Regions from separate parts of the Sus scrofa genome. Here regions 1, 2 and 4 are each linked to region 3. Evidence: chromatin contacts called from public Hi-C and HiChIP or PLAC-seq data. All regions are on one chromosome and are shown on one strand. The core of a region is the stretch at or near the end of the contact, and the rest is flanking DNA. Distances in the headings are between cores, read along the strand shown. Region 1 holds the start of SYNC (syncoilin). Region 2 holds the start of RBBP4 (histone-binding protein RBBP4). Region 3 holds the start of ZBTB8B (zinc finger and BTB domain-containing protein 8B). Region 4 overlaps KIAA1522.

Evidence for each region. A called contact is a pair of places that touch in the nucleus more often than the background predicts. HiChIP or PLAC-seq counts read pairs in DNA pulled down with a chosen protein or histone mark.
Region 1: an H3K27ac HiChIP or PLAC-seq map of skeletal muscle shows a contact between it and region 3, with 4 times the contacts expected there. The contact joins the promoter of SYNC here to the promoter of ZBTB8B in region 3. A contact is called at or near these places in 4 of 47 Hi-C or Micro-C datasets (embryonic fibroblasts, epiblast stem cells, omental adipose tissue and 1 more) and 2 of 2 datasets of contacts at active chromatin or transcription factors (alveolar macrophages and skeletal muscle).
Region 2: a Hi-C map of liver shows a contact between it and region 3, with 2.1 times the contacts expected there. The contact joins the promoter of RBBP4 here to the promoter of ZBTB8B in region 3. A contact is called at or near these places in 1 of 5 promoter capture datasets (fetal skeletal muscle), 5 of 47 Hi-C or Micro-C datasets (brain, embryonic fibroblasts, epiblast stem cells and 1 more) and 1 of 2 datasets of contacts at active chromatin or transcription factors (skeletal muscle).
Region 4: a contact with region 3 is called in a Hi-C map of fetal skeletal muscle, with 2.9 times the contacts expected there. The contact joins the enhancer-like site here to the promoter of ZBTB8B in region 3. A contact is called at or near these places in 21 of 47 Hi-C or Micro-C datasets (adipose tissue, alveolar macrophages, brain and 12 more) and 1 of 2 datasets of contacts at active chromatin or transcription factors (skeletal muscle).

The regions. Positions count from the first base shown.
Region 1 is chr6:89,023,633-89,029,622 of Sscrofa11.1, forward strand. It overlaps SYNC (syncoilin), which reads right to left and starts at 2,675. Exons shown (of 5, transcript XM_013999124.2): 1 at 2,532-2,675. The coding sequence starts at 2,584.
Region 2 is chr6:88,985,170-88,990,941 of Sscrofa11.1, forward strand. RBBP4 (histone-binding protein RBBP4) reads left to right here and starts at 1,923. Exons shown (of 12, transcript XM_013999126.2): 1 at 1,923-2,223; 2 at 2,791-2,938. The coding sequence starts at 2,208. It overlaps ZBTB8OS (protein archease), which reads right to left and starts at 1,830. Exons shown (of 7, transcript XM_005665186.3): 1 at 1,306-1,830. The coding sequence starts at 1,402.
Region 3 is chr6:88,852,445-88,858,431 of Sscrofa11.1, forward strand. ZBTB8B (zinc finger and BTB domain-containing protein 8B) reads left to right here and starts at 3,869. Exons shown (of 4, transcript XM_005665201.3): 1 at 3,869-4,035.
Region 4 is chr6:89,085,719-89,092,050 of Sscrofa11.1, forward strand. It overlaps KIAA1522, which reads left to right. Exons shown (of 8, transcript XM_021095815.1): 8 at 1-2,122. It overlaps YARS (tyrosine--tRNA ligase, cytoplasmic), which reads right to left. Exons shown (of 14, transcript XM_013999119.2): 12 at 5,703-5,896; 13 at 4,508-4,649; 14 at 2,404-3,244. The coding sequence ends at 3,134. Among named protein-coding and RNA genes, the nearest start is that of YARS, 30 kb to the right of the region's middle. Within about 2 kb of position 2,668, at least 6 of the 83 cell types and tissues checked have an H3K27ac peak or open chromatin away from gene starts, as enhancers often do. A contact at or near this core is called in fetal skeletal muscle, where this site is marked.

The DNA of each region.
Region 1 (5,990 bases), core at 1,425-3,924, 170 kb after region 3:
TTGTTTGTTTGCCTTTTCTTGAGCCACTCCCACGGCATATGGAGGTTCCCAGGCTAGGGGTCTAATCGGAGCTGTAGCCACCAGCCTACGCCAGAGCCACAGCAACGCGGGATCCGAGTCACGTCTGCAACCTACACCACAGCTCATGGCAACAACGCCAGATCCTTAACCCATTGAGCAAGGCCAGGGATCGAACCTGCAACCTCATGGTTCCTAGTCGGATTCGTTAACCAGTGAGCCACGACAGGAACTCCAACATGTGTTAACTTTTACACCCCCTACTCCTAGCCCACAGTATCTAAAGAGACCAGCTGAGAAAATATAGCTCGCTATATGCCACCTGACTAGAGAACAGTCCTACTACCTGGAAAGGTAGATCTCCTAGTGCTGGGAAGGGTGCACCTGCTCAGCCAGTCAGCCCTACCCAGATCCTCGACAGAGTCCCTGCTTTCCCAGCAGACAGCCCTCATACCATGTTCTGGCTGCTCATCCCACCACCCTGGAATGATGTAATTGTGTTCCAGGCACAAGAATACTCTTTTATACAATGCTCATCTATTATCCCCAATTTTTAGATGAGTACTCTTTTACCAGAATACTCTTTTATACAATGCTCATCTATTATCCCTATTTTTTAGATGAGGAAACCAAAGCGGACTACAGATCTCAAGGTTCTGGAGTTCCTATGGTGGCGCAGTGGAGATGATCTGACTAGGAACCATGAGATTGCGGGTTTGATCCCTGGCCTCAATCAGTGGCCTAAGGATCTGGCGTTGCCATAAGCTGTGGTATAGGTTGCAGATGCGGCTCAGATCTGCTGTTGCTGGGGCAGTGGTGTAGGCCGGCAGCTGTGGCTCTGATTCAACCCCTAGCCTGGGAACCTCCATGTGCCGCGTGTGTGGCCCTAAAAAGAAAAAAAAAAAAAAAAATCTCCAAGTTCTATAGTTTGTAAATTGTGGAGCCTAGAGAAGGCTGGCAGTCTGGCTCCAGAGCCAGAGCTCCTTTTTATCACTCTCCTCTTAGAATAGGCATGAGGTCTGAAAGAAGTCAAACAGTTACTGCAGATATAATAGAGCTTGGCCCTGGCATTCAAAATATATTTATATCTATTTAGCTAACAAATTTCTACATACCCTCAAGCCCTGCTCAAACTCCACCTCCTCTGTGAAGCATCTCCCAGACAACCTGCATTCTCGTGTTCTCAAGGCACTTTGTATGCAGCTCATCTTTGCACTAAGTGCTTTGTATTATGGAAGTGCCTGGGTCTATCTTCCCTGACAGTCCATTTCCTAAGGACAAGCGCAGTTATTTTCTCTATACCCCAGGGTGGGGCTCTGTAGAAGACAGGCAGCAATGGACTGAGATCCAAGGGGGAAACTTGCCCAAGGTCAAGTGGCAAAGCTGGAAGTAGAACCTAGGTCTCCTGACTCGCAGGCAGCGCTGTTACCACACACCATGTTGCCTCGGTCACCCCACCCACAGTGCCAGGCCTCTGTTAGGTGTTGCCCTCACACAGCTGCCTCTCTCTAAGGAGCTGGGGGAAAAAGGTGATGATGGGAGGTAGGGGGCAAGGGAGGCAGCTCAGCTGTGACCCCTGACTTCAGGTTTCCTTGGGCCACCTCTGCCACTCCGTCCCTGTCCCTCAAGTATTCCAGCAGCTCCCTACCCTGTCCAGCAAGGCTATGGCTGGAGTGTTTGTGACCCTGTGCAGGCCTGAGTTGGTGTGTGGCTGGCTCCGTGTGTACCCACATGTGGGTACCGCAGTACAAGTGAGTGTATGTGTCAAACTGTGACAGTGGAGGGGCGTCACGTGTGTGTATCTGCACCTCTACCTCTTGGTACAGTAGGAAGTCCAGGGCTACAGGCTAACCTGGGGCGGAAACGCTGCCTCCTCACCTCAAACCCTTCAGCCACAGGTCCCTTCCCCCTAACCAGTGGCAAGCTCACTATGAGGATGGATGGAGGGATGGATGGATGGAGGGAGGGAGGGAGGGACAGAGCCTCCCCTCCAGGGCTCCTGGCCAGCCAAGGCCCTCCTGCGGGTCTAGGACAGGAGACCCTGCCCCCACACCATGCCAGGCCCTGGACCAGAGAGAATGAGCTTCCTGAACTCTCAACTCTAAGCTGGCCGCTGCCCAACCTTGCACCAAGCATCTTCCACAGGGCGAATTCAGCAGCTGGAGGCCTCCATCTCCACTTGCCTTTGGGGTGAGGAATGAAAGAAAACGGGTAGCGTCTTTGGCCCCTGTGGGCCGAAGGGCATCTGACGATTGATGCCCTCTAATGTAAAGGGGTTAACCCTCACGCCGCCCGTGGGAGGGGGAGGGGGGACTATAAAAAGCCCCAGACAAACGGAGGTGCTGGCCAGGCCGGACTCCCCGCTCTCCCTTGGCCGGTGGCTCCGCCCCGTGCCCCACCCCGGCTGGACCCCTGCCCCGCCCCCCGCCCCGGCGACAGGCGCTCGCGGGGGGAGGGGATCCCGCCGGCACCCCCTCCCCAGAGGCGGCGACGCGGGCCCGGGACGCTCCTACCTCGCGGCCTGGGCGGCGCCGTCCCCGCCGCGCCGGGGCTCCGGGCTGGCCATGGCTGCACGACCCGGGCTGGGCGGCCGCGGTATTAATAGCCGGCCCCGCGGGCCGCCCGCGCCCGCCAGCAGCACTGCCAGCTGCAGCCGACACCGGATCCCGCCGGCCCCGGGCCGGGCGCGCCCACTTGGCCCGGGCTCCTCCGCGGGAGGAGGGAGCGGCCGCGCGGCCCAGGGGCGGGGAGAGGCCGCCCCTCCCGGGACCAGCCGGGGGAGAAGGGTATGGGGGGTCGGCGTCTCCAAAACCGGCCATCCCTAGGTCTTCCCGAACCTTCTCTCTCTCCACCCTTCCCTTTCAAGGGTCCTAGCTGCGGGGGTGCGGGGAGGAAGGTGGCTCTGCAGCTCCAGGGGAGCGCTTGCCTTGCCCGGCCGTCCCGGGAGGGGGCTGGGTGTGGGGTTGGGGACCTCGAGGGACCCAGCACCCCGCCCGCCGCCCGCAGGAGTTCAGGGGTGTCCGCCGCCGCCCTGCGATTCCCCCGGCGCCTGAGAGCTGTGCCCCGCAGCTGTCGCCAAGGGCTGGAGGAGGAGGGGTAACGCCACACCCCGTCCATTTGGGGACAGTCGGGAGCCTGGAGAAGGGCGGTGGGAGGACTGCTCGGGAGGGTTGGAGCCTCTGAGGTTGAGTCCGTATTTAACCCGCTCTCCGCCCCTGCGCTGCGAGGTTTCCTGGGGTCTCTCCGCTTGCTCCACCTGTCACCCCCGCCCGCAGTGCGGTCCACTCCAAGGCGCGCTCCCCTTCCCCAAGTTCGAAGTCCACCAGTGTGGGGATCAAACTTAAACACTGAAGGCTTGCTTTCTCCCTAAGCGAGAAGCTGTCTGGCCCCTTCCAGACCTGGGCCTCCGGCATTCTCCCTCCTGATGCCTTTTTTCCACTTAGCCCCTCTGTCTGGGGAGCTCTTTGACTCAATCGCAGAAGAATGCTGTGCACCATAACAAGCGGAGGGGCTGGATGTCTTTAATCAGAGAGGCCTGCAGCGAGGGGTGGGGGTGGGGCAGCAGTGCGGCTCTGTTGAACGCATGTGGGCTGTGTGTTGGGATCTCTGTGCCTGCTGGCGACTGTATGAACGCCACGTGTTTGTGCGTATGGAGTGTGGCGGGGAGACTGGCATTGTGTGTCCACGCGTGACCCTGTGATGACTGGGGGGCGGGGTACATGCCTGTGAGTGGGCATAGGAGCGTGTGACTGTATAGCGAGGCGGCGGTGATTTTGAGTAGTGCTGGTGCTGGTTGTGGAGTGTTGGCGTGGCCATGCTGTGGCTGTCGTGACTGGGCTGAGGGGCGTGTATACAGTGTGTGTGTGTGACTGTGCCTAGAAGTGACTTGAGGACTGAAGGGTGAGAGCATCAGGGGCGCTCGCAAGCGGATGTGTGGAGAGTCGTCTGTGGGGTCTGTGTGTGACCAGGGCCTGGTGCGAGTCATTTATCCAGGTTATGAGTGCTGCCTGCGGTGGTATATTTATATCTCTCTGTCTGATGCAAGGGGGTGGGAGATTAACACCCAAGGGCAGCCAAATACACCCTTGTAAGGTATGCACGAGAAAAAGTTGGGTTTTGGAGGCTGCTGGTCATTTTCTGACTTACCTCTAAAATATTCCAGGGGAGGAGGTTGGCAAAGCCTCCGTGGCTGGTCATTTGACAGTTGCTGCCAGTCAGAGGGGTGCTGAGGGAGCAAGGGCCAGGCCTGCCAGCAGCACTGTTTGCTGTGGTGCTAGGCAACAGGCAGCAAGAGTGGCATTAAGAAGGGCTATCCTTTCCCCTCCAACCCCCAACCCAGGACCTGGCACCAGGCAGTTCCCGAAACTGAATTCTGTAACCCCTCTTAACCTCCCTGTGTGCCCTTCTTCAGGCTGAAACTGTGAATCCCCCAGGGTCTCAGAAACACCTCTAGGCCTTCGCTTTGCTCTTACTGTCCCCTTCTGCCTAGAACACCCTCTCCAACTCTCCATGTCCACTCTTTTTCAGGTCTCAGCTTACATGTCATCTCCCCAGAAAGGCTTTGCCTGATGTGCCCCTCCCCCACATAAAGGCCCATCCATTCACTGGTTTGTCCTGTCAACTCGTTTATTTTCTATACAGCACGTACTGCAGTCTTTAATAATGTCCATTTTCCATTCCTTCTTTTTCTGCTTCCCCCATTAGAATGGAAGCCCCAAGAAGGCAGGGACTTTGTGTTGTGTTGTTCCCCAGGGCTGAGCACAAGTCCTGGTATATAGTAGGATCTCAAAATTATTGAATGAATGAAAGAAAGATGGATGATCCTATCCAGTACAATTCAAACAACTTTTTTTTTTTTTTTTTTTGGTCTTTTTAGGGCCACACCCACAGAATATGTAGGTTCCCAGGCTAAGGGTTGAATTGGCCTACACCCAACCACAGCAAGGTGGGATCCGAGCTGCCTCTGTGACCTACACCACAGCTCATGGCAACACTTGATCCTTAACCCACCGAGCTAGGCCAGAGATTAAACCTGTATCCTCATGGATGCTAGTCAGATTCATTTCCGATGAGCCACAGGGGGAACTCCCCAGACAAATTTTGATGCCTGCTGTGTGCCAGGCCTGGGCCACTTGCCACCACAGAGCTCCCGTGTACTTAGGAAAACAGACATACACATCGTGTCCAGACCCTGCATACCAAGGCAGTGTGAGGTGGGTGAGACCATGGACTCAGTTCACTCAGCAAACATGGGCACCTGGCCTGTGCTAGGCCCTGTGTCAGAGCAAATGGCCCTCTTTGGCTCAGGCCTCTGCCTGCAAAGAGCTCACAGGGTAGAGAATAATAGAACTGTTCCTTGGGGAGACAAAACCATGCAGAGAATAATGCCAAATCACTGAGCTGAGTGATTGGCTAGGCAGTGAGAATCAAGGAAGCCCGGGAAGGGAGAGATTAACTCCAGGATGGGGACAGCCTCGTAGGCAAAGTAACCTGTGCCTGGAAGGAGAGAAAGTGTGTTCCAGCGCCGGGCACAGCCCCCTGTCCCTCAGCCCCTCCATGAAGGGCCAAACCAAGTCCATGAAGAGAAGAAAATGCCCAGGGCTGGCTACTGTTCACCTGATCTCCATTCTCCAGGCTGCTCCGCCCTGCCCTGTGTCCTGGGTCTGACTCCCAGTGAGTGTCTCACCTGGGTCCCCTGGCCTTATGGTTTCAGGTGAAGTTTGGCTGGTAGGAGACACTGCCAGGAGATCAGAAGGAAGAGGGAGAGAGAGAGTGAGAGCAGTGACTGTGTTTCTCCACTGAAAGCCAAGCTTCTATTGGGTGGCCTGACCCCACAACTCCTGCCAGATTCTTCTTTTTTTTTTTGGCTGCCCTGCAGCATAAGGAGTTCTGGGGCCAGGGGTGAGATCTGAGCCAAAGTAGCAACCTAAGCCACAGCTGTAGCAACACAGAATCCTTAACCCACTGTGCCA
Region 2 (5,772 bases), core at 673-3,172, 130 kb after region 3:
GTGGCTCAGCAGATTAAGGATCCTGCATTGTCACTGCAGCAGCTTGGGCTGCTGCTGTAGCTCAGGTTCAGTCCCTGATTCAGGGACTTCCACAGGCTGGAGGGGAGGGCAAAAAAAAAAAAAAAAGCAGTTGCCTTTTGACAAAACAATGTAACTTTTGGAAATTTATTCCACAGATATACTTGCACAGGTGCCAAGCAATGGATGTACAAGTATACTCACTGCTGCATTGTTTCCAATTGTAAAAGAATAAAAACATAAATGTCCATCAATTAGAAAGTGGTTAACTAAACTAAATGTCCATCTCTACATGTACATATAAGAAAATGTTAAGAATGGCTGATCTGGAGACAAAGACTAGGTGGCTAGAAATCTGGGCTGGAAGTTCCCAGGCCAGAGATTGACTCTGCAACCTCATGGTTCCTAGTCGGATTGGTTTCCACACTGCACTGGGCTGGGGATCCAACCTGCACGTCCAGAGCAACCTGAGTCACTTCAGTCAGATTCTTAACCCACTGTACCACAGTGGGAACTCCCTGTACTTTTTGAATTTGGCATCATGTATAGAACTTATTAAAAGTAATTTTTAAAAATTGCTAAGTGAGAGAAAAATGAGCGTAGGGAGACATACAGGGTCCAGAAAGAACTAAGCCTAGTAAGCTATGGTAAATAGTTGGATTCTATACTGAAGACAAGGGGAATTTAATGAAATATTTTAAGCAGGGATATTAGAGTCAGATTAGTCCTTCCCAGACCACAGCCACCTTTAGGGATGATAGCTTAAGGTTTATATAGAACTTCAGAGTCTGCACTACACTTTCACATTTATTTTTATCTCAATTATCCCTCACATGAAGGAACTGAATGCAAAGAAAGGTTATGTGATTTGCCTAAAGTCACTTAACTAAATATGGCAAAACCAGGTCTTTTTACTAACACGATACAGGTAAAACACCAAGTTAGAAGTTCCCTACTGAGAGCTTTCAGTCCCCTAACCTAGCCACACTCTTAGGAGACGACAACTCCGCAAACGCTTGAAAACACGGTTGTGTTTAGAATTAATACACCAATAAAATTCCCACAAAGTAAGCGTGAATAGGCACACGTAGAAAAAGTTCAAAAGACTAAATGTGGAAGCCCAGATTTCCGATTCAGACCGGGTGGCTTTTCCCTTCAGCATCCGCGGGACAAGCACAGAAGAGACAAACAGGGCTAAAAGGGAACGTGCCGGAAGTACCGTAGGGGACAAAGTGGAAGGCGAGGCCAGAAGCCCCAGGTAATGAGAGAAGTGAGACACCTACTCACACTCGTACTTCCGATTGACTGGAGGATACTTGGCCTTGATCGCCTTCTGCTCCTCAGTCAAATTGTAATCTCTAAAATCTTCCCCTTCCAGCGCCATGATTGTGCTTTTGGACCCAAACTCAGCTTCCGCCCTTCTTCAGCTGGACTTCGGCCCTGACTTATAACTTCCGCTCTAGACTCCGCCCCTTGGCACACCCTTAAAGGACCAGGGCTCCATTCCCTGGGAGGTACTTAATCCTTCTAGACTTCCGTTCTGTGTCCCAGGGTTTGGAGCACATCATTAAAAGTCGAAGGACCCACTTTCTGCTCTTGCTTAATAGTTCTTCCTACGACTAAGGAAACAAATAATTTGGAGGACGTGGAATAAGGGACACGAATTAGACACCTTTCGATCTGAATGATAGAGGCCTTTTCTTGCCGCCTAGCCCCACAATAGATAACTAGACCCGGAAGCATCCTACATTTTCCCATCTAAAGTACTACTTTGAAGGGGTCGCTAGCTTAACACCCTTCACGAAAATGGCTGCCCCCAAAAGCGTGCGGACTAAACCTCTCACGTGACCCCGGGCGGGTGCACTTCTACTACTCCCGCGCGCGCGAGCGCGCGCGCGTGATCGGAGGAAGTCGGCTTGGGGCCGTGTGGGGGCAGGGGCAGAGCGCGCGCCTGGGCCTGGAGGCAAGCTGCTCCGCGCGTCTGGATAGGCTGCGATCGCGGCTTCCCCGCCCACACCGACGTTCGGCGCACTCCGATTGGCCGATGTTGGCGCGAAGGTGCGCGAGTCGGCCCTCACGCAGGGGCAGCAGGAAACAATAGAGGCCGCGCGCGCAGAAGGAGCGCTCGCAGCCTCCCCGCCCCTCTCGCAACGCTCTGCCCCAGGATCCCCCCGGCTTGCCTGTACGCCATGGCGGACAAGGAAGGTGAGGGTGCCGGGGCCGCCCCAGGAGGGCGGGAGGAGTCAGGCTTGCGCCGCGGCCTCAACGCGGCCTAACGGTGGGGGCAGGCCAGACTCTGCCTAGGGCCGTCCCCGCCATCGCAGGCGTGAGGAAAAATCGCCCCGCGGGGCGGGCTCATGGCGCGCCAGCCCCTCTGGAGCGGAGGCCCGGCGCAGCGGTGTGAGGCTGGCCGTGGTGGCCTCGGGGGGGGTGTTTGGTCCCTCCCGCGCTCCCCGTCGGTCTACCTGCCTCTCTCCGGGTCCTCCCGGCCGCTCTCCCTACCCGCAGGGGTCGGTGCTCGGTCTCACCGTCGGTTCTGTGCGCTCGACGGCGGGCGCCGTCGCCCGAAGGGCTAACGGAGTGTCTGGTCGGGATTACCCGAGCAGTTCCCGCCCGGCGAAGCTGGAGAGCGGTGGTGGTGCCTGCGCCTCCGGGAGATCTAGACTAATCTCCATTTCAGAATCAGGATTCAGGAGCCGTGACGGTAGCTTTGGAAGTGTTTACTCGGTTTCCGTTTGTGGTCGCTAACTTAATTTGTTCTTAATTTTTTAGCAGCCTTTGATGACGCAGTAGAAGAACGTGTGATCAACGAAGAGTACAAAATATGGAAAAAGAACACCCCTTTTCTTTACGATTTGGTGATGACCCATGCTCTGGAGTGGCCCAGCCTAACTGCACAGTGGCTTCCAGATGTAACCAGGTGATAGGAATCTCTCGAATGCTGTTTTGTTGTGTCCTCAGTGTAGATTTCTCACATTGATTTTCCCTGTTTTCCTCTCTCCAGTCACCCGTAGAGGACACGTGATCAAAGCCTATTGGTGACATTTTTTTCCTAGGCCAGAAAGTAAGGCAAAATGTAAAATTATTTTGCAGTTTAGCATATAAGAGAGAACATACTGATGTTTTCTTTTTATTTACTTGTTTTTATTGAGGTACTGATTTACAATGTTGTGTAAATTTCTGCTGTACGGCAAAGTGATTCAGTTATGTTTTTAAAGTACAGCTGATTTTCCATGCTTCTTCGGTTTCTGTTGTATAGCAAAGTGACCCAATCACAGTTTCCTGTGTACACTTTTTTTTGGATATATATTCTTTTCCATTATGGTTTTCCTAGGACACTGAATATAATTTTCTTTGTTATACAGTAGGATCTTGTTTATTACCACTTTCGTGTAGACTAGCTTATTACATCTGCTAACCCCCACCTCCTGCTCCCTCTCCCAACCCCCTTGGCAACCACAAATTTATTTCCTATATCTGAGTCTGTTTCTGTTTTGTAGATAGGTTTGTCATATTTTAGACTCTCCAATATAAATGATATTTGTCTTTCTCTTTCTGATTTCACTTAGTATGATCATCTAATTGCATCCAGGTTGCTGCAAATGGCATTATTTCTTCCTTTTTACGGCTGAGTAGTATTCCATTGTATATATGTACCACATCTTTATTCATCTGTCAGATTGTTCCCATGTCTTGGCTATTGTGAATAATGCTGCTGTGAACATAGCGGTACATGTATCATTTTGAATTATAGTTTTGTCTGGATATATACTGGGGAGTAGGATTGCTGGGTCATATGGTAACTCTATCCTTAGTTTTCTGAGGCATTTACATACTGTTTTCCATAATAGCTGCACCAGTTTGCTTTCCCACCAGCAGTGTGGGAGATGTTTCCTTTTCCTAACACTGAATTGAATAGTGGGATTATAGCTGTAGTTGACCAAATGGTAATGTAAAACTTGTCAGCTTTCAGAAACTATCAGGATGAGTTCAGTTTTTAACATCAAAATGTTTGAATCTCGGCAGTCAGTGGTATTTTCTAGTTAGTTAATGCAAAGGTAAATGTGACATGGTACCTGCTTTCAAGTCTAGTGAATAGGCAGGTATAATTATGAAAGTGGCAAAGATAAAATGATCAGAGAAAGGAAAATTATCTCAACTTGGAATATCAGGAAAGGCTTTCAGTGGGAAGTGACAGTGTGAAAAGGAAGGTGACTTTAAGTAGTATAAAGCTTTAACAAACTGAGCGTGCCTGGGGGAATAATGGATTTTTTATTACAAAACTGTTGGTGTTCAGAGTAACAGCTGAAAGTTATATGTATGCTAAATAACTAGGTTCCTTCAGAACTCAGGTCTTTTGAGTCAAGATATTTGTAAAATGTGGTTGTTGGCCTATGTTTCAGCTCAACAAGTAATAGAAATTTTATAGAAATTTCATTGCCAACTTAATGAGCATGCTACTTTCGTAGTAGCTTTTTAAAAATGGGGAAATCTGGAGTTCCCGTTGTGGCTCAGCAGTAACGAACCCAACCAGTATCCATGAGGATGTGGATTCAGTCCCTGCCCCTGGCAGTGGATTAAAGGATCCAGTGTTGCCGTGAGCTGTGGTGTAGGTCGCAAATGTGGCTCAGATTCAGAGCGTGGCTGTGGCTGGCAGCTGTAGCTCTGATTCAGCCCCTAGCCTGGGAACTTGATGTGCTACAGGTGTGACCCTAAGCGAGCAAAAAAAGTGGGGGAGGGGGGAGTCCTGTCCTACATATGTTAATAAGTACTTAGGAATTTAGAGTTGGAAGCTGCTTTATCATGACCAGTAGTTCACATTATTCAGCTGATACTCAGAATTACTTGAGTTCAGGGAAAGTGGCATCATTTCTGTCAGTTCTCAGTAGTTCAAACCACCTAGGAACTTGTGGCAGAGTACTTGAGAAATAGTTGGTGATTCCAGATATACCGTATTCTTGTTCCGAATATTAGCCACCTCATACCTACTAAAAATCATTGTGGAATCCTTTTTTTTTTTTTTTTTTTTTTTTTTGAGCTTTTCATAATATGATTAGCTAGATTTACAAAGTAGTGAACAAGACCAAACTCCCTAAGGCTGGAATCTGTGCTGTTATCTTAGTAGCTTGCTACTTTATAGTATTTCCTTTTCCTTTTCTTCCTTAACCTGATGAAGTAACCTAAAGTGTTAGTATACCCAGCAATGGTTTTCTTTTCCACCTTGTAAAGGGTGAGTAGTTATTTCATATTTTTTAAAATTTATTTATGTTTTGGCCACACCTGCAGCATTCAAAAGTTTCCAAGCCAGGGATCAAACCCATGCCTCAGCAGTGACAGTGCCAGATCCTTAGCCTGCTGAGCCATCAGGGAACTCCTAATTCATATTTTATTCCATTAAACTTTTCCCTCAAAGTAATTATAACTATTTGGTCAAGGTAAGAAATACTTACAGGGAGTTGCCACTGTGGTGCAGCTGGTTAAGGATCCAGCATTGCCACTGGTGTGGCCAAAAAATAAATAAATACATAAATTTTTTTTAAAAAGATAAGAAAGAAATACTTACAAAATTAAGTGCTACATAGACCTTTCACTCAGCTCTGTGCAAGCTAAAAGTAGGAAACGGGAGTTCTGTTGTGGCCCAGTGGTAGTGAACCTGACTAGGTATCCATGAGGACGTGGGTTTGATTCCTGGCCTCCTTCAGTGGCTTAACGGTCCTCATTGTTGTGAGCTGTGTAGGCCACAGACACAGCTCA
Region 3 (5,987 bases), core at 2,619-5,118:
CACCACAGCTCACGGTAACGCTGGATCCTGAACCCGCTGAGCAAGGCCAGAGATCAAACCTGCAACCTCATGGTTCCAAGTCAGATTCATTTCCACTGCGCCATGATGGGAAGTCCTCACTTGAGAGTTTTTAATTCTCTCTTTTGCTTTAGAGCTCCTAGGTTTTAGATTCAGTATCATGGTACTGTGCCATCCGTGGTGTTGGGTGTGCTGGATTGGAACCAAGCATCCTTCCTTCCTTCCTTTTTTTTTCTCCTTATGCAGCTTTACATTCAGCATAAGGAGAATCAGAGCTGCAGCTGCCAGCCTACACCACAGCCACAGCAACGTGGGATCCCAGCAGCATCTTCGACCTATACCACAGCTCATGGCAATGCCGGATTCCTTAAACCACTGAGCGAGGCCAGGGGTCAAACTTGCATCCTCATGGACATTGTGTTGTGTTCTTAACCCGCTGAACCACAACAGGAACTCCTACCGAGCATCCTTTCTTATCTTCCTCTTATGTTCTCATGCTGCAGAAACTGGAAAATTAAAATGCCATGGCCAAGTTTGGAAGGCAGAAGAGAGGTGGGGGCCACCTTCCCACTACTTAATGTTTAGGGTGAGCATGCAGTGGAGGTGTGAGGAGTTTCTGAAGGTGGGTCCCAGGGTCCCAGTCGCTAGCCTCATGGGTGTTGAGAGGCTGTTTTGGAAGCAGCGATGGTGATGGTGACTTTCAGATCCATGGATTGCAGCTGCAGAGGCATATTTTTAAACTCAGCAGGTACAGTGGTGGCTTCCTGACTTCTTCCTGATTGAGCAAAGGCTGAAGCTACCCTGGTGGGGCAGTTTGGAGTCATTCCTGCAGGGTCTGCTTCTCTAGCCTTCTCAAGAATTTGTTACCTGATTCCTTGTATGAACCCTTTTCTGTTTAAACTAGTCACCTTCCTATACCTGAACCTTGAATAATATACTGAGGTTCAGGACATTTAATACAGAAGGTTTTGTTGGTCTGGAAATAGTACTTTCCACAATAGGCCATATCAAATCCAGGGATCATAAGAATTTCTCCTATAGGGGTTCCCATCTCAGCTCAGCAGTAATGAACCTGACTAGGATCCACGAAGATGCAGGTTTGATCCCTGGCCTCGCTCAGTGGGTTAAGGATCCGGCGTTGCCTTGAGCTGTGGTATAGGTCTCAGATGCAGCTCGGACCTGATGTTGCTGTGGCTGTGGTGTAGGCCTACAGATACAGCTCCAGTTTGACCCCTAGCCTGGGAACTCCCATATGCTGTGGGTGAGGCCCTAAAAAGACATAAATAAATAAATAAATAAACAAAAAATAAATAAATAAATGTACATTAAAAAAATATGTCTCTATACCTCATGGTCAGAGGTATCTTCTTTAAGGCTGCCCTAAAAAGCCCCTTTATTTTTATTTTTTTATTGAAGTTTTTTTTTTTGTTTGTTTGTTTGTCTTTTTGCCTCCCTTCTGATGACTTCTCCACTGCCATGAGGCTCAGATGTTCTTGAGACCTGAGCTGGTCACTGGGAACTGGGTGGCAAGGAGAGCCACCCTGAAAGAAAATGTATAATTGCTGCTGTCCTTCTCTGTGTGTTTGGTTTTATAAGAGACAGGTAAACTGCTTTTCTCTGCTGGATTATATAATGGTGTCTGGCTGACATTTCAACTCTTTATTTTTTTTATTTTTTAAAAAAATTTTATCTATTTATTTACTTTTAGGGCCCACCCACATCATATGAAAGTTCCCAGGCTAGGGGTCAAATCAGAGCTGTAGTCGCCAGCCAACTCCACAGCCATAGCAACGCCAGATCCTTAACCCCCCGAGCAGGGCCAGGGATGGAACCGGCTTCCTCATGGATACTAGTTGGTTTTGTTACCTGCTGAGCCACAACGGGAACTCCCATCACTCCTTAATTATCTTTATCTAGATCATCCAAGTTATCTTTAGCGTGAACTGCAGTTTAATCATTGCCGAGCTCTAAAATATATTCTAAACCAGCCCTCTTCATCTCTACCACTTCTACCCTAAGCCCAGCTCTCTGCATCTTTTACTGGAACCACTACTATCAGATCGTATCTCTACCCTGCCTAAGATCCTTCAAAGCTATCTCATCACACTTAAAAACAATAAAAAATCCAAACCCCTCAACTTGACCTACCAATCCCTATGTGATCTGGCCTCTGCTCCCCTATCTTCACATTTTCTGTCACCTGGACTGGCTATATAATTTTGGAGCCCAGTTCGAAATGAAAATATAGGGCTCCCATGTTAAAAAATTATTAAGAATTGCAAGAGGGCAATTAAGCTAGTGCACATTAAATCAAGATGGGGACTTTCTGAGAGTATGGCTTCATGGGATGGCACAGGTTGCGTGTTTGTTAAGCTCATCTGTCTGTCATCCACCCCCCTTCCCCGGGGGTTATCCTCTTATTTCTGTTTTAGAGCCTTTGTACTAATTCTTCCTCTGCCTGGAATACTCTTTTGTTTAATCTTAGCATGGCTCATTCCTCCTAATTAGGGTCTCAGCTGAAATACCTTCAACCAAAGAGGCCATTTCTGTCCCTTAACCTAACCTAGCCACCGAATCATTCTTTGTTGTTTCACTACCCTGTTTTTTTGCCATGTACTTCATCTATTTCCTTTTTTTTTTTTTGGCCAAACCCATGGCATGTGATTGAACATGAGCCACAACAGTGACAGTGTTGTATCCTTAACCCACTAGACTACCAGGGAACTCTCTTATTTCCTGTTTAAAGTTTTATTGGCCATCTCTCCCTATTATGGAGTGAATTGTGTCCCCTATCACTCCCCCAATTCCTATGTTGAAATTCTAACCCCAGTACTTCAGAATATAACCTTATTTGGAATGTATATATGTGTGACTGTGTCACTTGCTGTACAGTAGAAATTGAAAGAACACTGTAAACCAACTATAATGAAAAAAAATTTAAAAATCATTTAAAAAAAAAAGAATATGACCTTATTTGGAAATAGTTGTTGCAGATGTAATTGATCAAGATGAGGGCATACTGGAGTAGAGTGAACCCCTAATCCAATATGACTGGTGTCCTTATAAAAAGGGGAAATCTAAACACAGAAATGTGTACAGGGAGGACTCCATGTGACCATGAAGATGGTCCTCTATAAGCCAGAGAGGCCTGCAACAGACCTCCTTCCTTCAAAAGGAACTAACCCTGACTACACCTGATTTTGCACTTTCAGCCTCCAGAATAGTGAGACAATAAATTTCTGTTTTTTTTTTAAGCAGTTTGCGGTACTTTGTTAAGAGCAGCCCTAGCAAACAAATACATCCCCCTCCCCATTAGAACTAAGGTCTCTGAGAGTGGTAACCTGGTTTGTCTCTTACACAGCCTTCTCAGAACGTGATTGTACTATTACTTAAGAACATGTAGGTAATGCTATTTAATAATTTCACTTGTAAATACAAATCTGAAAGCCTTTCAAGGGAAGAGAGTGTTGCAGGTGTTCAAGAAAAACCTGTTGAGTAGGTGAAATCATTTTATTCATTTCCAGAATTTTTGCGGAGAGCGCTGGCAGTTGTAAAAAGTGTGCGGACTGACAGGTTATAGATCTTATTCTCCAGGCTGTATTAATATGCACGACGTGCTTTTAGCTCTCCGGACAAAGAGGCTGATACTTGGCAGGTCCCTCGAGCTGGTCTCAGAAGACAGAACCGATCTCCAGCCTTTTACAAGCACTGATCTTTGCCCCTCTTGGCATCTTGGTACTTGTAGTTTCGTCCACAGTATCTTTACTGGAAAAAATGAACACTGAGACCACAATTCCCATCACCCAGCGAGTACTGGAGCCTTCAGAGCGCATCCTCCCGAGCGGGCACCGGCGCCATTGAACAACCTGCTGGCCAAAGGATCCGCCTTCCTGAGCCCAGGAGCGTCCATGATTGGTCAGCTGCCTCGCCTCTCACTGGAGGGGGCGACAGGTGAATGAAAGGGGGGCGTGTCGCTGCGCGTAGCTCGGCGGCCGCGCGGCTGGAACACACCGGAAGGTGAGAGCTGAGAAGCAGGTTTTCGCTGAGGTTTTCATTGGCTTGGGGAGCATTCAGGGCACCCGGTGGGGGGTATGGGGGGTAGCGGATGGGGATACTCCTCGCTCGGCCTCCCTCGGACCACCTGGCCCCGGCGACTCCCCGAACCCCCGTGCGAAGCTGCCCTCGATGACCGATCCCCTCCCTCCCCTCCAGCATGGGGAGGGGCGGCGGGGCAGCAAGTCCTCCGCTTTCCCAGACTTTGGGCAGCCTTCAGCCTCGGCGTCGTTCAGCTGGTGGTTTGGGCGCGCGCTCGTTCTGAAGATACCCGGGCGCAAAGACTCGGCCAGACTGGGGCAGTGACCGTCGCGGCGCTGGTCACTTTGTGCCAGAGAGGCCATGGGAGGGACAGGGCCTCGGTTCCCACACTCAAGGGCCCAAGATCGTGTCCAGTAACCGGTTCCCGTGATTTCTGCAGGGTCGTCAGACTCCAGATGAGGGGGAGCATCCTCTTGTTTTGCGAGTTTAACCGGTGAATCAAAGATGAAGTTGATCCAGAAATACTTTCTGTGGGAGTGGAAACTCTTCTTCCGAGTCGTTCCCCTCCACTCCGTGCGTTGGGGAAAAGGAGTGAATGACTTCCCCAGCTCTTCTCACAGCGTTCTGGAGGGTTCAGGAAGTCCAGTTGGCATAGTAGTTAAAGGACGTCAACTCTGGACCCAAACCAAGCTCAGTCTCAATCCTAGTTTGAGTGTGTTATCTGTAATTTGAACCTCAATTTTCTCCTCTGAAAAAGAGGATGTAATGATTTTATCTATTGCACCGGGTTATAGTGAGGTTAAAATTAATTAATTCTTGTGAAGTACTTCTTACAGTGCTTCATGAGGAGTCGTGCTCAGTAAATGCTAACAATTGATGAGCAGGTTTTCATTATTCTGTTGGTGAGACTGGAGGAGCGTTGTCAGAAAGAGTGGGTGGAATTCAAAGCTGCTTCTGGCGCTGGAATGAAGACAGCGATCCCCCCAGGGGAGTGTGGGAGTTTGTTGCAGGTGGTGGTGTTGGCATCTGCCCTCTCCTGGAGGACAGGCTGTACTTGGTTCATTTTTCTATTTCTGGCATCTTCCTTGTGTCAGGCATTGCATGTAGCCAATAAGTGTTGAACTGAACCATGGGAAGGTTGGGAGGGTCACTGCTAGACTGGATAAATGTGCCTCTGGGAGTGATGTACCCTAAGAGCTTCTTTTCCAGGAGAAGTGGTGATCTTCAGCATGTCCCAGGGATGCAGAATGACAAAAGCGAGTGGGATTGATGTGAATAAATATTTCCATACTGTATGCCAAATACAGGATTGGAGAAACTTTTTTTTTTTTTTTTTTTTTTGTCTTTTTGCTATTTGTTTGGGCCGCTCCTGCAGCATATGGAGGTTCCCAGGCTAGGGGTCGAATCGGAGCTGTAGCCACTGGCCTATGCCAGAGCCACAGCAACATGGGATCCGAGCCACGTCTGCAACCTACACCACACCTCACGGCAACGCCAGATCGCTAACCCACTGAGCAAGGGCAGGGACCGAACCCGCAACCTCATGGTTCCTAGTCGGATTCGTTAACCACTGCGCCACGACGGGAACTCCCATGGAGAAACATTTGAACAAAGTATGTAGATAGACTTTCGCAAAGTCAGGGAGTGTTTAGATGACCAGGTGGAATTCAGAATGTTTGCAGAGAGAATGTCAGAGGAAATGAGTTTCTGGCACTATTGCTGAAAAGTAGCATCTTCCAGTGAAAAATGCAAGTGCCTGGGAGGATACCCTGTAGATAAGAACGTTCCACAAGTTGAAAAGTACTTTACCTACTTAGGTATTTATCTCCCTGATTTACCAACTCCTTAATCCCTCCACTTTTTATTCTTTGCTAAAAAGGAAAGAAAAAAAAAAAAGCAATATGTGCACACACAGTGAAAGATGTAACAATGTA
Region 4 (6,332 bases), core at 1,418-3,917, 230 kb after region 3:
GCTCCAGGGATGAGAGGATACGGCAGACGCTTAACCTGATGGGGGGACGCCTGCAGCCTTAACCTCCACGGCCTTTGATATTTATGCAAGCCTGGTGTGGGTCCTGTCCTCCGCGTCATCCAGCTCTCATGCCTTTTCCTGAATGGATTCACTTCTGGCAGCTGCCGCTTCAGTCTTGGCCTTAGTCTCATCTTGAAGGAGGTAGGGGGTGGGAGTGAGTGGCTGCGCCCCCTGCTGGCCTCAAGGCCACAGAGTTGGTTACAGAACACCTCACCTATTTTGTTTTGTTTTTTCCCATTTTCTTTTTCATGTCCAAATCATGCACATGCTGTAGTCCAGAATCAAAGCACTTTTGAAAAGTAGCTGCATGTCCATCCTCCAGGGCCCATGAAGACACATTCCAAGGGCCTGTTTACGTGGCAGCAGCATCAGTCCCCAGCAGCCAGCCCATGGCTGGGACCAATCTGTCCCCCTCCTCTGATCTAGCTTGCTCCTTTTCTTCTTGGAGGTGGGCAAGTCGTATTCCCGCAGGCTTCTCCAGGCTTGAGGCGGGAGTGGGGCTGTGGAATTCCAAAGCACAAAAGGTGCAGCGGGGGCTAGCCTTCCTGTGCCTCAACTTAGCACCAACCGCCCTCCTGCCTTCTAGGGTCTGCCAGGTGCTCCACGCAGGGGACGGGAAGCAGGAAGCTGCCAGGGCCCAAGGGAGTGAGGGAGAGGGAACCAGAGGGGGGCCCACAGGTTCGTTCTGTCCTCAGAGAGCAGAGCAGAGTAGGGAGTTATCTCATGGGGCACTTGGCTCCACTTGATCAGGTAGGGGTGGGCCAGCACGACCCTTCAGATGGAGAAGCCCATGGGCTGTGGCAAAGCTCACCCCTCTCAGCTCGACAGGAAGTATTGAAGACACGGATGGAGGGGAGGGTCTGGCCGGGAGGAGCTTATCTGGCCAGCGGGCCCAGACCTGGCCGCATGGATTTCATCCCCTGACCCTCCTTTCCTCTGCTGCTCTGGCGTGTCCTTTCTGCAGCTGCTTTTCAGCACAGGTGGTTCCACTGTGGGGAGCTGATGCTAAGTGACAGGATGGGAAGCAAAGGTGCATTCTATTCCAGATCCTTCCTAGTCCGTGTGGGGGCACTCAGCACTCCTAGGGGCCGGCTGGGTAGGCCCCCCTTGATAGCAGCCCCTGCTATGCTCCTCCGGGAATTTTCACCTTTCCTTTTTCAACCTGCGCCACCTATCTGGGTTAGCTGGTTTCCACACTGGCCCCAGCGGCTCCATGGGGATGGTCCTAGTGCCTCCTTCCACCGCAGTGTGGCTGTCACCAGGGCCGCCCTCCCTTGGTCCTTGAGGACAACAGTGGCTTGGGCTTAAGACTGGCAGGGAACCTTGCTTTCAGTTGCTTTTCCTCTACCCAGAAGTGAGGCTGACCCCCTCCCAGGACAAAAGCTAGGAACAGGGGATGTGGGCTGAGAGCTCTCTCTCACCGTCTTCTCCCTGTAGCTATAACCCCTTTCCTACCTTGCCCTTTGGGTAACGGAGAGCTGCTGTTGGGCATGTCTTGCTCCTGACCAGTGAGGTGGGGAAAGAGGACGGTCAGGAAGCACTGCTATGCTCAGAGCTCCTGACTCAACCCCCTGGGGAACCAAGAACCAGGACCAGGCCAAAGCTTACAGGATGCCAGGCCCTGGCAGCAGCCTCAGAGCTGCTGGAGGTGGGAGGGTGCCCACCTTCTGGATCTCTGGGCCAGCCCTCCTTGTGGTACTTGAGCTCCTTATCTTCAGTTAGAATCCTCCGAGCTGGTTTCCCCACAAGGAGGGTGGGACGGAGTACAAAGGAGAAGGGCGGGTCTCGGGAAGAGGCAGCCCTTCTTTGGCCTCTGGGGCAGATGAGCTTGACCTAGTGCACATGGAGACCAAAAGCCTCTGATTTTTACTTTCCATAAAAATGTTAGAGAAGTATGTATATATACATACATATATATATATATTTCTTTAAATTTCTGAGTCTTTGATATGTCTATATAAGCAATTCATTCCCTCTCCCCTGAAGCTGGAGTGAGACACATGGAAGAACTCTGTGTGGGTTTCATTTGAAGGTGTTAAATAATTAAATGATTAAAACTTGGCTGTGGTTGCTGCTGCTTAATGGGGCAGGGTAGGGCAATGCTTTGGGCCCACATTTCGAAGGGAGAATGTTTTGGACCGGAAACCGAGCCTCTTCTGTTTAACACTGCCTTTCAGTGTTAAGGTGTCCTCTGTCCGGCCTCGTCCGCCCCTGCCTGCCCCCTTACAGGGTCAAAAGCCCAAGATCCAAGCAGCCCTCGGCTGGGCGATGGGCCCAGAAGCTGCTACACACTGTGTGCTTCCCTCCTGAGATGTTCCAGCTCACTGACCGGTCCCATCCACATATCCTTGTCCAGACGTTTTATTTGAATTCATGACAGTGATGCTTAGTGGTTCTGATTGATGGAGAAGTACCCCCACCCTCCCTAAGAAAACCCAGGCTGTGCCACCCACCCTAATTCTGATGTTAACAACACACAGCTGGTTTAGGGAGGGTCCCCACCCAGCAGGATCAAGGAAAATTCCAGGAGCAAAGCCTCAGGGCTGGCAGGCACTGGGGAAAGCTGCCAACCACTTGGTAGACCACTAGGTTCTCTGTTTTCCCTTCCCTTTCCTTTTCAAATCCCACAGTTTCCTGTTGGGGAGAGGCTGTAATTAGCCCAGTACAGGCACAGCTCCCAGCCAGAGGCACAGCTGCTGGGAGAACTCTAGGAAAACTGGCAACCGATATTTTTCCAATTAGAAGGACTGTGGCATAAACTTTTTGAGTTACATTATTATATTGAAACCAGATTTCTCAGGTCAGCTGCCAGGGGTAGAAGGCAGAGCTGGACTCCCGTGCTCCCCTGCCCTCATCACTACTTGGCAGGCCAGCCTCTCCCTGCAGGCACACAGGATGATCCTGGATTCTGGGGAGGCTGAGCTGCCCCTTACTGAGTCCTGCCCCTATCAGAGTCTCAAACTTTCTGCTTCAGTGTCCTGAGAGATGGGTAAATGGGTGATGGATGGATGGAGCAAATTAAGGAGACGGCAGATGACTCGGGATGACGGGAGAAAGGATGACACAGGGTTGGCTAGCTGATGTTCCCTCCTTTCAGCGATTTACAGGAGATGGACCCCAGCTTGGTCATGAAGTTAGTTTGCTTCCACTGTGCGATGCACTCCTCAGAAATTTTAAAGTCAGCCTGGACAAGAAAAACAAAAAGCGATTATGTAGTGATGGTGGTGGACCTGCAAGAAAACAAAGACTCTTATACTACTAGTACTATAAAGTAACTCAGCTGCTCTAAGAGAGCAGTTTGTGAAAAGCTTTCACTTTGAGGTGTCTTTTGCCTAAGCTAAATTCATTTTTTTAGGGATTTAGTTTAAGAAAATAATCATGAACAAGTACAAAGAACTAGGCCAGCCATCAGTGCACTCTAAGAGGGAAAAACTTAACCTCGACATCTAATAAAGTTTTGGTTAAATGATGATAATTATGATATACCACCACATACGTGATGAGGTTCCCCCCTCAATACTTAAAAAGATGGGGACATTTTTGAGGCATAAAGGTAAATTAAAAAAGCAGAATAAACCCATGGTAATACCTCAAACTGAAACTATATTATTACTGCTGGGCAGAGAAAAAGTGCAGAAGGAAATGATCACTAATGACATTTTCCAGGATCTCTGGGTGGCAGGACGATGGATATTTTCTTTTCTTTGTTTTCCCCTACATTTTAGACATTTATACAATGAAAACTCATTTTATAGCCAGAAAAAAATGAGTGAGTCAAAGAACCAGCTTGGAAAACTAGGAAAGAACAGAGGAGACAAAGCCGTGTGCCACTTGCGGGAGGATGGAGAGAGGCAGAAACCACTCTAAACGCCCTCCAGAAGCAGCGCTTCGTCTAGCCGAGGAGCTAAGGCATAAACTAGAAAAAGTCACCCACGTGGTGGTAATTCCACGAGAAGAGTGAATGTGTACGTTCACGGAGGTAGCCCAAGCACCCAGAACAGTGACTTGGGCTCGCCGTGTGCTGAAGGCATGAATGAATTCGGGGCAGGCCATGCACGTCAGCGCCCTTCAGGGCAAAGAAAGAATGGGAGCTCTAAGGTCAAGGTGGGCAGGAGGGACCCGGGAGGGCTCTGGTCCTGGCCCCGGCACTTCTGGTGACCCGTGTGGCTTGGCAGGTCTCCTGGCAGGTGAAATGAGGATCGTCTCCTGTCACAGACTGCAGAGCAGATGAGGAAATGTGTCAAGTCCCTCACACAGAGCCTCAGCCTGCCAGTCTGAGTACATGCAAGGGCCCACAGGCTCCTCAGGCACCTCATCTGAAAGGTCTGGAACAAAGAAGGAAGACGCAGGCTTAGACGCAGGAAGGCCCAGCTTCCTCTGGATTCCTGTGGATGCAGTCTGGGGACACAGGCAGCCCGGATAAGAGAGAAAGAGAGCAGCTCGTTACCTGCAGCTTCTCAAAGACTTTCTTCTTGGGCTTAAGCTCCTCATCTGGTTGGCCCTTCTCATAGCCCTTCACAAACACTCGCTCCCCAGGAGCTGAGCCTGCAGGAGGGTCCAGAGGCTCAACCTTGCGGCTTACCCCTTCCCTGGGAAGATACACAGGACAAGAGAACAGTGAGGCTGTGGATGGCGTCCCGCTGCCATCGAGGCCAAAGCACCAGGCCTTGACCAGGGCCCTAGTGGGATTCAGGGCACCCTCCACGCCAGAGCCAGGAGTTCCTCACTGCTGTACTGTCTCTACATCACCGGCACTGGGTTCACCTGAGCTAAACGGAAATCCTATGTCAGGAGAGAGTCCAAACTCTGGGCTTTCTGGGGAGGAAGTATGACACAAGAGCCAATAACTGGGTTCGGATCCTGGCTTTACCTCTTACTAGCAGTGAGACTTGAGCATACACACAGCTTTGAATCTTCAATCTGTTGCTTTGTTTTGTCTCTTTAGGGCTGTACCCATGGTACAGGGAGGGTCCCAGGCTAGGGGTAGAATCCAAGCCATAGGTGCTGGCCTTCGCCACAGCCATGGCAACACCAGATCCGAGCTGCACAGATGACCTGTGGCAATGATGGATTCTTAACCCACTGAGCAAGGCCAGAGATTGAACGCACATCCTCATGGATATTAATGGGGTTCTTAACCCACTGAGCCACAAGAGAACTCCAATTTCTTTTCTTTTTTTTTTTTTTTTGTCTCTTTGCCTTTTCTTGAGCCACTCCTGCGGCATGTGGAGGTTCCCAGGCTAGGGGTCGAATCAGAGCTGTAGCCGCTGGCCTACACCACAGCCACAGCAATGGGGGATCCAAGCCTCGTCTGCAACCTACACCATAGCTCATGGCAACGCAGGATCCTTAACCCACTGAGCAAGGCCAGGGATTGAACCTGCAACCTCATGGTTCCTAGTCGGATTCGTTAATCACTGTGCCACGACAGGAACTCCGGGAACTCCAATTTCTGTCTTAATAAAGTTAACTTTAGGTAAAGTGCTTCCGCATGTCCTTGTACAATAAATAATTCCTCCATGCATTATCTTCTGGGTAGTGTTCTCAGGCCCGCAGCTGGCACGCGGAAGGCATCATGTGGGCTGAGCCCCGGCTCTTCCCGGCCTCCCCAGGCCCTGGCCCCACCCCAAGTCCTCACTCACACAGAAGCACACAGAAGCATGCCTTGGGACTCGATTCCTCTCATCTTCTGGGGTTTCAGATTGCACAGCACCACCACCAGCCTGTCCTGCAGGTCCTCCTTGGGCACAAACTGCACCAGGCCGCTCACCACAGTCCGAGGCTCAGCTTCCCCCACGTCAACCTTCTCCACATACAGGCTGTCTGCATCCGGGTGCTGCGGCAAGACACCGGTCTCAGATGTATCACAACAGAAACAGATCGCGGGGCCTGGTGAACCCTCTGACTTCAGAAAGGACCATCCCCTCCCTACAGAGGCCCTGGAGGAACCCTCTAGGGCCAACTCTCCAGGTCCAGACAGCAGATGTGAGAAGGGGCCCTGAAGAGGGGCCCAGATTTGAGTAACAGGAGCCTAATTACTTGTGTCTGAGGTGGAAGGAACCCTCGACAGAGATTAAAATGGCTGAACTGCCGGGTGGCCCTGTGTGCGCCAGGGCAGGCCCAATCCCAGAGGATGGAGGACGGGGGAGGACAGCTGCTGGCTCCACTGTCAGAGAGCACCGGCAGCTCTCAGGGCAGTTTTGGTGGTTGGTCTACATGGTGAAAAGCAAATCAGTACAGAGAGGAAAAAACACCCAGACTACTGATCTCAG